Regions from separate parts of the Zea mays genome. Here region 2 is linked to region 1. The links are chromatin contacts, called in public Hi-C maps. All regions are on one chromosome and are shown on one strand. The core of a region is the stretch at or near the end of the contact, and the rest is flanking DNA. Distances in the headings are between cores, read along the strand shown.

The links. Hi-C and Micro-C count contacts between places; a contact is called where the count stands out from the background.
Region 2: a Hi-C map of ear shows a contact between it and region 1, with 2.3 times the contacts expected there. The contact joins the enhancer-like site here to the promoter of LOC100193855 in region 1. A contact is called at or near these places in 2 of 25 Hi-C or Micro-C datasets (ear and leaf).

The regions. Positions count from the first base shown.
Region 1 is chr5:103,529,504-103,532,492 of Zm-B73-REFERENCE-NAM-5.0, reverse strand. LOC100193855 reads left to right here and starts at 1,446. Exons shown (of 6, transcript NM_001359306.1): 1 at 1,446-2,071; 2 at 2,525-2,937. The coding sequence starts at 2,538.
Region 2 is chr5:103,727,162-103,730,150 of Zm-B73-REFERENCE-NAM-5.0, reverse strand. No RefSeq gene overlaps it. Among protein-coding and RNA genes, the nearest start is that of LOC100381911, 84 kb to the right of the region's middle. Within about 2 kb of position 1,525, at least 17 of the 20 cell types and tissues checked have an H3K27ac peak or open chromatin away from gene starts, as enhancers often do. A contact at or near this core is called in ear and leaf, where this site is marked.

The DNA of each region.
Region 1 (2,989 bases), core at 197-2,696:
TCGGCTTGACAGAAGGTGAAAAAGCGGGAGTGACGCGTGTGCGATTACAAGTCAGCGTGAACAGTATGGTGTTACTGTTCATCTATTTATAGGCACAGGACACAGCCTGAACAAAATTACATTCATGTCCTTGACATTTACTGTTGACCATAAAGCAAACCGTCGAGGACTAAACAATATTTTCTCCTTTAGGTCGGTTTCTCCTTTTATCATCGCTATCACGCTAAGCCGAAGCTCCTTCAGCCACAACTTCGGAGCTAACTTGTCCTTCGTTCAGATTGCATCTTCATACCATGCACACCTTCATCTCAAAGCCGAAGTCTCCTATAATGATCTATGTTATACTGAAAAACGTGTTAGTTAAGTTTTTGAGGACCTTCGGAAGAGGAAGGCCCCCAACAAAGGCAAAGGTTACTAGTAATGAAGAGGCAGGGCTGATTGGAGCATTCAAAGATGGTGCTAAAAGGCTTGCAATGACTATTGAGAAAGCTGGTTCAGATGACCTACCACCTGACTTGCTTCAAACATTGCAAAGTATTCCAGGTTTTGATGACACACACAAGGCCTTTTACTTTGCATATCTAGTGAAAAATCCTGGATTGGTAAGACAGTTCCCTACTCTCCCATTGACATATCAGATAAGTTTGCTTGCTCGGTTCGTTAGTGAGACCTTTCCTTAGATTATGAGGACCGGTGATTAGGACTATGCTGGAGGTTAAGTGGAAATTAGAACTATGTTGTTCTTTTGTTATGTAAACCATGGCCAATACTTTGTTTTCAAGTATTGGGACTGAAATACTGGCTTTGCTATGTCGAAATACTGGGTTTGTTATGACCAACACGGATGCTCGGTTTGTTTGTTTTGAAATACTGGTTTTGAGATTCATTGTAATAGTGTATGCTCAGTTTGTTTGTTTTGAAGTACTGTTTGAAATATTGTTTTGAAATGCTGTTTTTATAATGGTGTATGCTCGATTTTTTGTATTACTATATTGTAATATTGTGTTTAACATGAAATATTGCGCCCTCTTCTTGTATTATTCATAAACTGAAAAGGCGAGAACTGACCACTGTTTATAGAACAAATAACATTTGTGAAGCTGAAACTGGGTTGGTTCCATCAACCAGTGACAACCAGCATCCAAACAAAAACTGGGTTGGTTCCATCCAAGTTCATCCCTTCTACCAAACAAAAAAAGTGGTGACTATTAGGGATGACCCTACCCCAAATCAGGGATGACCCTACCTCATCCCACTTTGACCTTAAACCAAACACACCCTAAAAGGAGCTAAATGTAGGTCAAGGAACCCTATTTTACACTCATACCTTCAAATCCCATTCTCTCAGTACGAGGAACATGTGTGTTTTTTATTTTAATATAATAAACTTTATTAGAGTAGTCCAAACAATCTAAACTTTAATATTTTAATTCACATGGTTACTCGTGAGATTGAAACGGGGCCACAGTCTCCACCGAACTCTGCAGCAGATCCATCGCTCTCAGCCAGACCACATATCGCCCTCGTCGTTATCTAGGTCACCGGTCGTGTGCCGCCGCCGCCGCCGCCGCCCGACGCTCTCCGTGGATAAGGTCAGTCCGGCCACGCATTTTATTTCCGTCCAAGAAAGGCAGCGCCGCAAGCAACCGGACAGGAGCAGTCGAATCCGGCAAGTTAAAGGAAACTTAAAAAGAAAAGGGAAGTAAAGACCGGGCGCGTCACTGGCATCAATCGGCATCAATCCTCCCCTGCGGAAGGGAAGGAAGCCAGAATTGGGACGCAACCTGAGCTGGAAAGTTGGGCCTTTTCCTTCGAAAGGGACGGGGCCGCGGCGAACCGGGGCGGCAAGATCGCCCTTGGACAGTTCTTGGTAGGCGGAGAGAGATATTATATCATATTCTGATATCACTCACCTACCCGGTCTGCCGTTCGCCTATAAGAAGACCGGAGGCGAGGAGGGAGCTCCCTCCCTCTGCAAGTACAAGTTGTCCTGTATTTGGTTTAGTTTGCGCTGCTGTATTTGTTCAGGGTTTTGGTCGCGTGTTGAGGAAAGATTCGGGGTTCTTGAAAGGTATGCTCTTTCCTTCCTCTCGTGTGTTCATCTTTTAGAGCTGCTGTTAGAATTATATGTTTGGCATCCCAACATTTCTTTTGTTTTCTTGAAGGGAAATTTGGTGAACTTGTTTGGATTTAAGGGGCATAATAAGATAAGTAGATGGTGGTTGAGTATATTAGTAAGTGGCTCTATGAATTAAAGAAACCAGATCTTAGCATACCTTACTTATGTGAGTTGTCATGTGCATGGATTTCTAAGCTCAAATTAGCACCCCATAGTGATCTGAAAGTCACTGGAACATACTGTGTGGTTGTTACTACTAGTTTCCTAATATATAGGGAAATCACATTGGCGTTGATCATCTAATTTAGAACTAGTCAAGAAATAATGGTTGAAGATGACTAGCAAAGGTTATGTCAATTCAAGGACCATGGTTCCAGTGTGCTAACTGAAGTTTCTCACACACAGTTGAGTGAAACAAATGGGGTCATCAAGGAATGTGCCGCACAAAGTGATGCAAGATGAGATCACACCTCTTCTCCCGATCAAAGCTGAGGAGGATGCAGTTCATGAGTTCGACGGAGCTTCTTTCTCTGGCGCGGTCTTCAATCTGTCAACAACCATTGTAGGAGCTGGAATCATGGCTCTGCCTGCGAGTATCAAGATGCTAGGCCTTATACCTGGTATTCTAATGATCATCCTTGTGGCACTGCTCACCGAGACATCCATTGACATGCTGGTCAGGTGCAGCCACCAGGGCAAGATTACATCCTACGGCTGGTTGATGGGTGACACATTTGGTCAGTGGGGGAGAATTGCGCTACAAGCATCGGTGGTGATAAACAATGTCGGCGTGTTGATTGTATACATGATTATTATTGGTATGCATCTAAACATCATCATTTATGTATACTTTGGTTCTCTCGAATATTA
Region 2 (2,989 bases), core at 276-2,775, 200 kb before region 1:
AGGATATCACAACAGCGTGTTCTCAGCTCAACAAGTTGTGGAGAATAATGTGCATGAACTCACCAAAGGTGGGAGTTCATGTGAAGTGTAAGGCTGATCAACAAATAATGGTTAAGCTGAGAATTGCTTTTAATAAGTTGGTCAAATTTTATTAGCAGTTACTAAATGTAAGTGTATACCAACCCAAGGTAATAGTAGATCAAAATTAATACTAAACCACCATGTGATGCAAATGACAAATTAAATTTACTTCCATAAATTAATCATGTGAGTGTCCGAGCCGCTCATGACTGTGAGCACGACTGATATACCAGTTTTACACTCTACAGAGGTTGCGCATCTTTACCCACAAGCCATGCTACCCATTTGCCAAGGGGTCCAGAAGTCCCATTCATCTCTATCGAGGAGACAAGGCAGGGGCACTTAAAGGTCTTTCCAAAGTTCCACTAGTTTGAGAAAACCCGCTACGGATTCAGGAAGAAGGAAGCATAGGAATCCCCCTTCCAGAAAGCTAGATAGACAGTCCGACCCAAGAACCTCCCTATACGCTGCAGCGACGCCTCCCCTCTTGCCCCTTTTAGGTAAGGTAATTTCTCCCTAGCTTTCCTAATTACCTAGCCAAGGGTGCCCATTCCACCCTTGTGGTAGCACTGTTTTCCCGGGTGGTTCTTCATGTTCCAATTAACACAGTAATCTTATCATTAACAATAAATAATCAATAGTAATAATAAAGAATGATCATGTGTAAAATTTATCTCAACACCCAAAACCACATATAGCAATAGCAGGACTACTCAAAAGTTCAGTGGTGATCAAGGCACAAGATAAAGAAGACTAGGGTGACCTATTGGGTCCCATCAAAATTAAGCCTAAACATGCCAAAGTGATTATAGAGAACATTATTGGGTAAATAAAAGTGGTCAAGGGCATAACTTGCCTTCAACGAGTTCCTGCTCAGTATTTTCCACCTGCTGAGCACCTGTCTCCTCGGTTGCTTGCTCGTCTACTCGCAAAAATACAAACAGACATGTTATAGGAGAAATTAACATTACACCAAACATTAGAACATAATCCATGATAATATTTTATGTATCATAACGAGATCACAGGTTCGAGAACCACTAAATTCGGAGTTACGGTTAATGAATTATGATTTTCCGAAGTTTTAAGTGTATGATATAGAATAAATTAAGTGCATAATTTTAATCTATGTTTCATGACAAAACAGGGTTACCATATGATAAACAATATTAATATGAAATTAATGCAACTGGAATGGGTCAAAAAGAAGTTAAAATGAATTAGTTATGAATTAAATAAGTTTCTGGAATTATTTTTATACTAGAAATCATTTTCTGTTTTATTCCTGAATAATTTAAACGGTTCTGGACTGCGGACATAATATTGTGAAAGCGAAGGGTCTTTTTCATAAACCTAAGGACGAAGCCGCTACACTTCTTCACTCTAGCGTGGACGGCGGGTTGATTTGCATTTTCCCGAGGGCTCAACTGCAAAATAGAGCTGGTTACAGAGTGGCGGACGCAGATCGGCCATCCGATCTGAGTTCAACGCTCCAGATTAGACTAATACGTGGATGAACCGGTATGCAATACCACACGTCGATATCAATGATGTGGATTTTAAACACTAGAGATCTGATTCTACTCGTTTGATTTAGATCAAATGACTCAGATTCATCTGCGTAAAATGCTTCCCTTCATCTAACCCAAACCGATCATCACCAGACCAATGGTCCCAACCATCACAGACCCCAATCTAATCTCATCCGTCCACTACGAAACGGATGGTAGACAACTATCTTCTCCTCCCCGTGGCGATGGAACGCACCACCGCCCTTCTCCACGGCGGGGCTCACCGGCGAGCAACCCTAAACGGCGCCATAGGCACCCCCAACCGGCCCTCGGATCCAGATGAAGTGCAGCAGATTACGGACTAGACGTGGTTGCACTTACCGTTAATTGACGCAGGGGATGGCCTGGTCCGCGGCGACGAGTGGCACCACCGCGAGTCTACGACTCCGGTGAGAAATTTCGGGATCCTCAATTGATTGCTCCGCCCGACGAGGCCACAGACGATTTCCTCATGACACGACGAAGCTCACAATCCTGAGTTTGACAACTTGATGACACAGAATACGCGATGTGACTCCGACGGCCCAATACCCTCACTGCACGGTGACCTCACCGTGACTCTCGATGTTCCTGGGTGTGATTCGAATGGAGGAGTTAGGAGTACGATGGTTTGGGGGGTTTATATCCCATGGACGAAGCAAAGAACCCATCTGGGGCTGACCTAGTGCTCTGACAACATCAACGAAGGTGGTTGCGAGCTCCGCCAACTCTGGTGTTGATGACAACCAGCCAAGTGGGCCTAGCCGGCGGTGACTGCACAACAGAGAGGAGGCTGGCGCGTGGGCCTCGGATGCCATTGTAAATGCGGGCACGGAAGGAACGGCCTGTGAGGCTGTCAGGTAGGTCAGGCTGTTGGCGCCGGTGCTCGGAGACAAGAGCTAGGCTGCGCGCGGTAGATGACTGGGCCAAAATGTGGAGTGGCGGCCCAGCTGTCTGCTTCTTCTCTTTTTTATATAATTTATATTTTATTCCCAAATCAAAGATTCAAACAAAACTCGAATTCTGACTTTGAATTTTTAGTTTTGCAAATATATAATAGAATCTAATAGGAATATAAATTCTACTTTTTTGCAATAATATTATTTTTTCTCTCCCTTTTGCTTAATTAGGGAAGGGGTAGTTGACTTTATTAAAATTTTCTTTCTAGATTTAATTTTCACATTTTTCCTTTTTAAATTTTAAATCCTAGTAGGGTTTGAATAATTAGATTCCCATTAATATGCAACTCATACAAAAACATCAGCATGCTATGCAAGATTTATTTCCATTTACTTTACATATGATCACAATTGCAAGCACATCCATATAGAGATATTAACTCCACTTCTATATAAAAG